Regions from separate parts of the Mus musculus genome. Here region 2 is linked to region 1. Evidence: chromatin contacts called from public promoter capture Hi-C data. All regions are on one chromosome and are shown on one strand. The core of a region is the stretch at or near the end of the contact, and the rest is flanking DNA. Distances in the headings are between cores, read along the strand shown. Region 1 holds the start of Oscar (osteoclast associated receptor). Region 2 overlaps 9430041J12Rik (RIKEN cDNA 9430041J12 gene).

Region 1 (5,072 bases), core at 1,148-3,647:
CTGCCTCCCAAGTGCTGGGATTAAACCACTGCCCAGCTGTTTGTTTTTGAGGCAAGGTCTCATTATGAGTTCAGGCTGGTCTTGAACTCAAAGAAATTTTCTTGCCTCTGTCTTCCTAGTGCTGGAATTAAAGTTATATACTATCACTGCCTATCACCATAGGCAATTCTTATTTGTAAATATATTTAAAGAGGCAGGGCGGTGGTGGGCACACGCCTTTAATCCCAGCACTTGGGAGGCAGAGGCAGGCGGATCTCTGGGTTCAAGGCCAGCCTGGTCTACAGAGTGAGTTCCAGGACAGCCAGGGCTACACAGAGAAACCCTGCCTCAAAAAAAAAATTAAAGAGGAAATATAACTATCTAATAATTGGAAAATATCTCTAAGACAGAACATAAGTTTAACACTTAAGACACAGAACAGGATGACTCATAAAATACTAATTCTGATCTGGTAAGAAAAGGAGGAAGTATGTAAATGCATGGTACGGATGAGTGCTGGGAACCTTTCAGTAGGATTCGGGAACATGGGAAGGGGAAGAAGAAGCCTGTTGCATCTTTTGGTAATAACTGGGCCTTTATAACCACGAGTACCTATTTGATTTATCATTTAAATAGATTTAACATTAGGATGCTGGAGAAATGGCTTAGCAGATAAAAGTACTTGTTGCCCTTGCAAAAACTGGGGCTAGGATTCTCAGCAGCTCATGGTGGCTTACAAGCACTGTACCTCCAGTTTCAGAGGCTCCTCCTGCTGTCTGCTGAACTCTGCGAGCCCTGGACATGCATGTGGTGTGTATGCATGCAGGCAGAACATTCATGTACATAAAACTAAATCAACTGATAACTCAGGGATGAATGGCTTCCCAGTGGTTCTCAGGCCAAATTGAAGCATAGTGGGAAAAATTGAAGAGAGAAGAATTATCTCCTCCATCAAAACCCTGAGAAGAAGCCATCTCGGGTGGGGGAACCTCCTTCTGTGGAAGGCAGGCTCCCGTGAGAGAAGCTCGTATACTTGGCATTGAGGAACTCCTATGTCTGGAGCCTTGAAATATGCCAGGATCTGGCCCTATAGTTTCCCTATATAACTACATTAAATCCTCACTGCAGCCGACTTACCTAAGGAAATGGAGGCTTCAAGACCCCTGTTTTTTTTGTTTGTTTGTTTTTCTTTCTTTCTTTTTTGTTTTTGTTTTTGTTTTTTCCACACAGGGTTTCTCTGTGTAGCCCTGGCTGTCCTGGAACTCACTCTGTAGACCAGGCTGTCCTCGAACCCAGAGATCTGCCTGCCTCTGCCTCCCGAGTGCTGGGATTAAAGGTGTGCGCCACCACGCCCGGCTAAGACCCCTGGTTTGTTCAAGGACATGCAATAATGAACAAGATTGTCTAGGTCTCCTTAACATCCACATTCATGGTCATCTCTATTCACCTATAGTGGTTACTAAAGAGATGAAGGACAAAGTGAAGGGAGAAGAGAGCAACATGCAGGGGGCAAGGAGGAGGGGATGGAGGAAGAAGGAAGGAAGGCTATGAAAGGGGGAAGGGAAAGAGACAGGAGAAAAGGGAGAAGAAAAGAGGCAAGGTATGTAGTGGAGGAAGGGATGGAAGGAGAGAGGAAGAGAGGGGAATGAGGGAATCTGGGGTGAAGCTAGGCACAAAGATAAAATGAGTTGTTGGAGGCGAGGTGTGAGCAGCATAGCATAGAGCAGGTGGAGTCTCCCACTCACCTGTTGGTGTGAAGTCAGCACGGCATGCAGGCCCTGCAGAAGGTGAAGAGTTGGTTTTTACAAAGCCCTTTGTGGACTACCGTCTCCCCTCTAAGGAGCCCTAGACTCTGATTACATGAAGCCTGCCACCGTCTTTTTTAGGATCAAGCAAAACTCTGTACTTCCATTCCCCATACTTAAGAAGCTGCTGTCTGACCCAAGAGGACAGGCCTCTGTTCCCCACCTTTCCTAAGAACAATACTTTGCTCCTTGGGGTTTCTCTGCCTTGGGGTTTGAAGGTTTAGATGCCCCCTCCCTCCAGCACAGTAGACTTGCCCATTTACCATGAGAACTGAATACATTCTTTGACCCCTAGATATCCCTTACTCTCCTCTGCCTGGAGATCCAGAGAAACCTATGCTCACCCCCGACCCAGCAATCTGTCTTCCCCCGTTTAGGACTCAGGTATCTGGGTACCAGTCCTGATTCCTTTTTCTAAATTGGATGTTGAATTCCATATGAACAGATATAGCCCTCAGCCCAGCCAAGGATCCACACACAGGGGAGGGACAGCTCACAGAGAGTCGACAGCTGGAGTATCAGCGACAGGACCATGGTGGGCACTCTCCGTGGAGCTGAGGAAAAGGTTGACCCTGCCTTTTTCACTCTGAGGAAATGAAGCAACACCAGAAAGCCATGTGAGAGTCCTGTTTAGGGAACAGAGGAGTCAGGTGGAGGCTCCTGGGTAACTGTGTCATAGTTTCATTGTCTTGGAAAAAGTTGCAAGATGGAACAGTCATAGCCTCTGGTGTTCTTTAATTTAACTTAAAAGTTGGGGAGGAGGGCTGAGGACGTTGTCGCTAAGTAGAAGACCACTTGCCCAGAGTAGCCTCAGCACTGAGGAGAGAAAGGAAAGGGGCAGGTGGGAGGAAGAAAAATGGAAAAGAGGAAAAAAACAACAACAACAACAAAAAAAACAAAACAAAAAGGTAGAAAGGGAAAAAGAAGCTTGCTGTACAATATGTACTATGCCGGTAACAAGAGAAGGCTCAGACTCCATTACTGCTCTCACTGTCCAGTCCAGATATGTTAATTTTTTTAAGTGATGTGCATTATCTTAGAGGCTCAGGCTTGTAATCTCACCAGCTTGAGAAACCAAGGCAGGAGGCTGTCAAGTTCAAAGATTGCAGGGCCAACTTGAGCCATTTAATGCCCTGTCTCAAAATAAAAAGTAATGAAAGGGCTGAAAAATGTGGCTCAACAATAAAAGATATGCCTAAAATCCACCAGCAGGGACCTGGGATAGTAGAATCTATCAGCAAGTGGACGGAGGAGTGGCTCAATCGGAGATGGGTAGCCTAGCCTGTCCTGGTTTCAGTTTTCAGCACTAAGGGGCAGATGGAGGGAAAAGCCATGATCTGCATGCTAGTAACACAAAGCACAGGCAGTCCTTAATATATTTGGGATTAATTTAGAATTTCCAGAATGAGCTTATGTCTAGATGTGATCTCAATGTAAAGCTGACTTTTTTTTTTTTAAGGTTTATTTATGAGTACACTGTTGCAGTCTTCAGACACACCAGAAGAGGGCGTCAGATCCCATTGCAGATGGTTGTCAGTCACCATGTGGTTACTGGAAATTAAACCTTTGGAAGAGCAGACAGAGCTCTGAGCCATCTCTCCAGCCCAAAGCTGACTTTATTACAGGAGAACGTTATGTTACTTCTCCGATGCATTTGCTGAGTTATAAACTATAAGAAAATGGTGAGGCCAGCAGGTGTTCAAGGTGGTTTAAATCTTTCAGTCCTCTTAAGCCTCACTCCAGAACTACAACTCCCGAAAGGGTCCACGTCCTCGCCCAAGGGGCGGGGCCTCACGCAAGGAGAAGGACCACAACTCCCAGAGAGCTCCGCTCCTTGTCGCCGCCAAGAACAAGATGGCCGGGAGTAAGTACAGGTTTGGAGCTCGCGGGGATCAAGTAGTTCCAGGAAACTGTGGGCTGATCCGTGGCTGAGTCTCAGTGGAGCCTTGGGGACCGGTAATCCGTCCCAGAATAGGGGCGCGGCAGTCACGAGGGTGCAGAGCAGGGGTGATACGAGAGTGTTAGAGGTCACCGCAGTAGTCCCCAAGGGTGACTGTCTTCTCACCTCTCTAGGAATCTCTGCCTTCCTCAAGAATGCCTGGGCGAAGGAGCCGGTGCTGGTGGTGTCCTTCTCTGTCTGGGGCCTCGGTGAGTGCCCCCTTCCCCGGCGCGAAAGTGCATCCTCCACCCGGAAGTCATCAGCATTCCACGGCACAGTTTCATCTCGCATCCCCTTGCCAGCCATATCCTGACATTACTGTCGCTCTTCCCTCACCACACACAAGAGGTGCACATTCAACTCAGTTTGACTCTGTAGGCAGAACTCCTCGGCGAAGTCTGACTTATGCAAATCTCTCAGCAAGCCTCCCACCTTGCAGTGGGACAGGGTTACTCACAGTTCTGATGCATTGAAGCCCGGGAGATGGAGGTGACCTGTTAAATTTTCATTCTGAAAGTCTGGGGTGAGGCCTTGGATTTGGCAGCCATCACAGTACCAAAATTGTCAGTATTGCTGGCCTGGAGTGTGACAGAGAAGTTCTAAAACCCACCACCAGCTATCTACCACCCTGACTTTCAAAGACCTAGAATGCTCTAATGTATGTGGTTTTAATTGATTATATGTTGAAATAGTGATTTAATGTATACTTGGTTCGTTCTTAAAGTTAAAATTACATTTTTTAAGGTGTGTGTGTGTGTGTGTGTGTGTGTGTGTGTGTGTGTTGGCTACCAGTTGGGTTTGGGGGGTCGGAGGACAACTTACTGGAGTCAGTGCTCATTCTGAGTTCCAGTGAGCAGGTAATTTTAACTATTGAGCTCTCTCACCACACTAAGGTTAAAAACTTCCTTGAACTGACTTCTTCTGAATCTTTTCAGTTTTCTTTTTTATAGAGGATACAAATCACTTAGCTCAAGTGGGCCTCAAACTCACAGCAGTCTGCCTTGGGTTCTTATGTGTTGATATCACACGCCTGAGCCACCATCCCTGCATATCTTTATTTTATTTTATTTTAATTATTATTATTATTATTTGGTTTTTCGAGACAGGGTTTCTCTGTGTAGCCCTGGCTGTCCTGGAACTCACTCTGTAGCCCAGGATGGCCTCGAACTCAGAAATCCACCTCTGCCTTCCAAGTGCTGGGATTAAAGGCATGCGCCACCACTGCCCGGCACGTATCTTTTCTTAAAAATGTGTGTGCGCCTCTGGAGGCAAGAAGAGGACGTAGGTTCTTTTTCCTTTGGAGTGGGAGATATTAGGCATTTATGAGCTGCCTGACATGGCTGCTGCGG
Region 2 (5,089 bases), core at 11-2,510, 480 kb after region 1:
GAGGCTCTCTGAATGCTCAGTAGTAGGGGCTTATAGCTATGCCTTCTCTGACTTCTGCAAGCCTGCTGAGTGCTTCTCTGACTTCTGCAAGCCTGCTGAGTGTGCCAGGGTCTGGCATCCATAGATGTCTTGTGCTCTTTGTGTTACTAACCCAACTCACTTTACGAACTATAGAGACAATAACTAAGCAATGCAATCATTAACAGGTTTTACTGTGGCCCACACTATATGAACATGAATGACGGAATGCAGAAAAGGGGTGTGCTAGTTAGTTAGTTGTTGTTATAAAATGCCCTGACAAAAGCAAATTAAGGAAGAAAGGGGTTTATTTTGACTTAGGATTCCTGAGGAATCAAGTCCCTCATATCAGGAAAACAATGGAAACATGTAAGGCTAGATAGGGTAGCAAGAGTAGAAAGTGAGCTAGTCACATTTTCATCTGCACACAGGAGGCAGACAGACATACAGACTGAGACAGAAACAGGCAGTCACTGAGAGAGAGGAAGAGACAGAGACAGAGAGAAAGTGAGAGAGTGACAGAGGGAGACAGACAGAGAAACAGAGACAGACAGAGACAGAGAGCTAGAGAGACAGAGACAGAGAGAGATCAGGAAGTGGGATGAGGCTATAAACCCTCAAAGCCCATCCATGGTGATATACTTCCTCCAGCAATGTTCTACTTCCTGAAGGTTCCATAACCTTTTCAAAGAGTACCACCAATTGGGGGTAAATGTTCAAATGTTCAACTACATGAGGCTATGTGGCAGGGAGCGTTTGTTTTTGTTTTGTTTTGTTTTTTTCATTCAAACCACAGCCAGGGAAGTCTCCCAGCCTTCTCTGTGAATAGTGAGAGAAACCCTGCTTATAGCCAGTCGAGACTACACACTAGCTGTCACCGGTTGGTACTGTTCCTTCCCAACCAGAGTAACACAGCTGTGAAGGGACGGACAGGAGTGGTCACTGATAAAGTTATCTGGAGCAGTTACTGGCAAGATCATCTAAGGGCTCTCTAAAGCTGTCAAGGCTTAAGGAAAGTTACTCAAATCAGAGATGCTGTTGGCATGGCAGTCACAATGATAATTGTGGTCCCAACAGTAGAAACAAAGTACCTTGGGGAGCCTGTCAGATTTGACGTCTGTCCCAGGTGTCAGTGGCTCGATCGATCCCTGGCTCTCTTAGCAGCCGCAGGGTATTTAAAGCACTCACCACAGTTAGAATAATGGCTGAGGAAGCAGATGCTTGATTAGCAGCTCACATGATGCCCCCAGGGAGTGGCTATCTACTCCAGTGAGCCTTCAGACACAGCAGCGGTGTCACCCACAGACCTGCTAGATGCTTAACTTGGTAACTAAGCTCATGATTCGGATCCAGATTTGTCACTGTCCTCCCTGGGGTAGTCGCCCGTTCTGCTCCCAGGAACCTCCTGATAGAATTTAGGCAAAGGGGAAACGTCTAGACAGCTTTCAGTCAAGCAACTAAATTGCTGGTACCTGGGGGGAAACATTGTGGTAGGCCGGCTGAAAGATCTGATATGGAAGTAATTAGTCATCTTCAGTGAACTTTATCTAAGAACATTTAACCCCCATCCAGTATCCTAGGGAGGGCTAAATTCTTCATATCCGGCTTAATTCCTGACATTTCTTTTTTCCCTTGCTCCTCAATCAGCTGTGCCCTGTGCTCAGAAATGATGGATGCAAAAATAAAGCTTCCTAATTCAGCTCCTGGTGCAAAGAAAAAGCATTTTTCTTTCTTTCTTTCTTTTTTCATTTTAATATTTTTATGTAAGGTCTCATTATATAGCTCTGATGGTCTAAAAATTCACTATGTAGAACAGACTGTCCTCATACACAGAGATCTTCCAGCCTCTGTCCAGCCACTATTTTACCTGGCTCTATTTTTTAAGATTTAGGTGTATTTAGTTTGTGTGTTTGTGTGTGTGTGTGTGTGTGTGTGTGTGTGTATGCCACACTTGTGGAGGTAAAAATACAACTGGTGAGAGTTCTCTACTAGCCATGTGGATCTAAATGCCAAACATACTTTCCCACTGTGGTAATTCTAGTGAGAAGTGAGAATAGCCCCCACAGGCTTATAGGTTTGACTGCTTGGTGCCCAGTTAGAACTGTTTGGAAAGGACTAGGATGTGTTGTCTTGTTACTGAGGTGTGATGTGGGAGGGGCTTTGGAGCTTCAAAGGCCCACACCTGCCCAGCGATTCTCTCTTTGTCTGCTGCCCATGGATCAGGATGTTCTCAGCTACGTTTCCAGAGTAGGTCTGTGTGGTGGTTGGAATAGGTATGGCCCCCTTAAGCTCACGTGTTTGAATTCTTGGCCAAGCTTAGAGAGAGGCACTATTAGGAGTTGTGGCTTTGTTGGAGTAGGCATGATCTGGTTGGAGGAAGAGTGTCCCTGTGGGGGTGGCCTTTTATATCTTGTGCCCAGTGTGGCACACAATCTCTTCTTCTGTCTTCAGCTCAAGAGGTACTCTTGAGAGTACCTCTCAGCTCTTTCTCCAGCACTATGCCTGCCTGCACTCTGCCATGTTTCCCACCATGAAGATAATGGACTAATCCTCTGAACCTGTAAGCCAGCCCCAATTAAATGTTTTCCTTTATAAGAGTTGCCATGGGCCAGGATGGGTGAAGAAGGTTAAGGGAAGAGAGAAATAAGAAATTAGTGCTAACAGTTTTAAGTTTTCCTTCTTGGATGATTAAAATATCCAGATGTTGATTGTGGCAAAAGCTGCCCAATTCTGTGAACGTAGTAAGAGCAGTTGGCTTGTGTTCTTTAAATTAGATAACTGGGAGCCAGAAAGATGGCTCAGCAGTCAAGAGCACTTACTACTCTTGAAGAGGACCCAGAGTGTGTACTCATTATACACAACATCTGTAACTCCAGTTCCAGGAGATCTAACACCCTTTTTCTGGTCTCTACAGACTCCTGCACACACATGGTACACATATATATATATTCAGATACACATATACACATAGTAATTGCAAATAAGTTAGGCAGTATAGCAAGGCCAGTTTCAGGTTGGCAAGATGGCTCATTGAGTATGATGCTTGCCTCCAAGCCTGACAACCTGAGTTCATTCCCTGGGACCTATATGGTAGAAGTAGAGAATTTGACCTTTGACCTTTACATTTATGCTCTGAGACATGTATGCCTTCTCCTCTTGCACACACACACACACAAAATAAATGTAATTAAATTATCTGAAGAAACAAGAATTTTCTAAAGGCTGATGTGGTAGTCCATTTTTTTTTATGGAATCTTAGCATTTGGTAGGTCGATGCAGAAGAACTCAGACTTCAAAGACATTTTAATTAGTTTGAAGCCAGCCTGAGCTACATGAGACCCTGTCTGGATGGGAATAAAACATGATTGCAAAGATGTTAGGCAGTTCATGAAATCTAAGTAAAGGGTAGAGAATCAAGCTCTGAGGCCAGGCTTGGCAGTTTATGCCTGTAGATAATTCCAACACTCAGGAGGGTTGGTAGATGAATTGCCAGAATTTCAGAGACAGCCTGTGCTACAGAATGAGACCTGCTACCATATCCCATCCCTTATCATCCCTCCTCAAAATGACTCAGAGGAAGCAAGGTAGAGACAGACTATTGCTCCAAATTTGGACCAGTGTGAAAGATGCTCCTGTTTAGGACTGGAGGTATAACTCAAATGTTAAAGTCTTTGCCAAATATGCACAAAACACTGGTTTTCATCCCCAGTGTCAGGTAAACCAGATGTAGTGCAGGCAATCCCAGCAGATGTAGTGCAGGCAATCCCAGCACTACAGAGGTGAAAGTAGGAGGTCAGAGTTCAAGGTCAGCCTAAACTCCATGAGATCAAGAGACTCTGCCTCAAGGACAAGGGAATGAAAAAATTGAAGAAGAGAGGAGAGGAGAAAGGAAGAAAGGAAAAGGGGAGAGGGAGGGAAGAGAAAGGGAGGGAAGGAAAGAAAGGAGAATGGGCAACTAGGTACACCATCATTCTTTGTATCTCTGTCTTACCTTTCCCCAGAGAAGCCGCACATAGAACCGTGAGATAGGTGGAGTACGGAACTGACTCAATAGGGTAACACTGGGCAAGCAAGTACTTTGGCTTCCATAAAAGAAGGTAAAGCAAGAGTCCCCAACAAGCCCCAGATGGATGGAAACTTTTTCCAAAAAAAGAAAAGGAAAAGAACTTCCATGCTCAGAGCCAAAGATGGCAACCATGATCTGTCCCTGTGCATACCATCCAAGGTGATGCCTTAAATAAACCCTCCTGTACCTCCTGCCTTCCCACACACTTGCTGCCAGGTGCCCAAGGAGGATTTCTTTTCTGTAAATAAGTGACTGACAGTCCTGTGGGTGAGAAGGTTGAGCTCTTCAACAATTCAATATGCAAATTTTTCAAACATAATGGTTAAAAGAATTTGACAATGACTATCTACTCATATCCTGCTTGAGCTCTTCCAATAGCAGCTTACCCCGAATGGTTTTATAATATAGCATTTTTATTAATTATTTGAGAATCTCATCCTTTCATGCAATGTTCTTTGATCATACCCACCTCCCCTAACTCCTCTCAGATCCATCCTTCACCCTTTCTTACTTTGAGTCCTCTTGGGTTTTTTGTTTGTTTTTTTTATTTTAATAATCCTCAAAGCACAATTTCTGCTACTCATACACTCATCTGTATAGGGTCATACACTGGAGCTTAGTGGACTTACTAGGGGCCATGCCTCTAAAGAAAACTGACTCTCCTTCTCCCAGAAGCCATCAGTAACATCAGTAACAGAAGCAACAGTTCCTCAGCTAATTAGGGGGACTAGTGAGTCCTTCCCACCACCATGCTGGATTGTCAAATGCATGATTTTGTACAGGCATCAACAGCTCCTGTTTAGTTCATAAAATACTGCAGTTCTATATTTTATGCCCTCCTTGAAGCTCTCAGAGTCTGAACCACCAACCAAAGAACATACATGGGCTGGACCTAGGCCTCCTGCACATATGTAGCAGATGTGTGGTTTGGTCTACATGTAGGTCCCAAACAACTAGAACTGGGGCTATCCCAAAAGCTGTTGTCTGCATGTGGAATATGTTCTT

The links. Promoter capture Hi-C pulls out the DNA fragments that hold promoters and counts their contacts.
Region 2: a contact with region 1 is called in a promoter capture Hi-C map of the HPC-7 cell line. The contact joins the enhancer-like site here to the promoter of Oscar in region 1. A contact is called at or near these places in 17 of 39 promoter capture datasets (the 3T3-L1 cell line, the C10 cell line, the HPC-7 cell line and 11 more), 2 of 484 Hi-C or Micro-C datasets (the HPC-7 cell line and bone marrow-derived macrophages), 3 of 115 datasets of contacts at active chromatin or transcription factors (bone marrow-derived macrophages, large pre-B cells and pancreatic cancer cells) and 1 of 9 other capture datasets (liver).

What each region holds. Positions count from the first base shown.
Region 1 is chr7:3,613,760-3,618,831 of GRCm38.p6, forward strand. Oscar (osteoclast associated receptor) reads right to left here and starts at 2,398. Exons shown (of 5, transcript NM_001290377.1): 1 at 2,282-2,398; 2 at 1,725-1,757. The coding sequence starts at 2,318. Ndufa3 (NADH:ubiquinone oxidoreductase subunit A3) reads left to right here and starts at 3,614. Exons shown (of 4, transcript NM_025348.3): 1 at 3,614-3,648; 2 at 3,858-3,932. The coding sequence starts at 3,639.
Region 2 is chr7:4,090,136-4,095,224 of GRCm38.p6, forward strand. All of the region lies in intron 6 of 9430041J12Rik (RIKEN cDNA 9430041J12 gene), which reads right to left. Among named protein-coding and RNA genes, the nearest start is that of Gm23741, 9.2 kb to the right of the region's middle. Within about 2 kb of position 1,261, at least 40 of the 459 cell types and tissues checked have an H3K27ac peak or open chromatin away from gene starts, as enhancers often do. A contact at or near this core is called in the HPC-7 cell line and hematopoietic stem and progenitor cells, where this site is marked.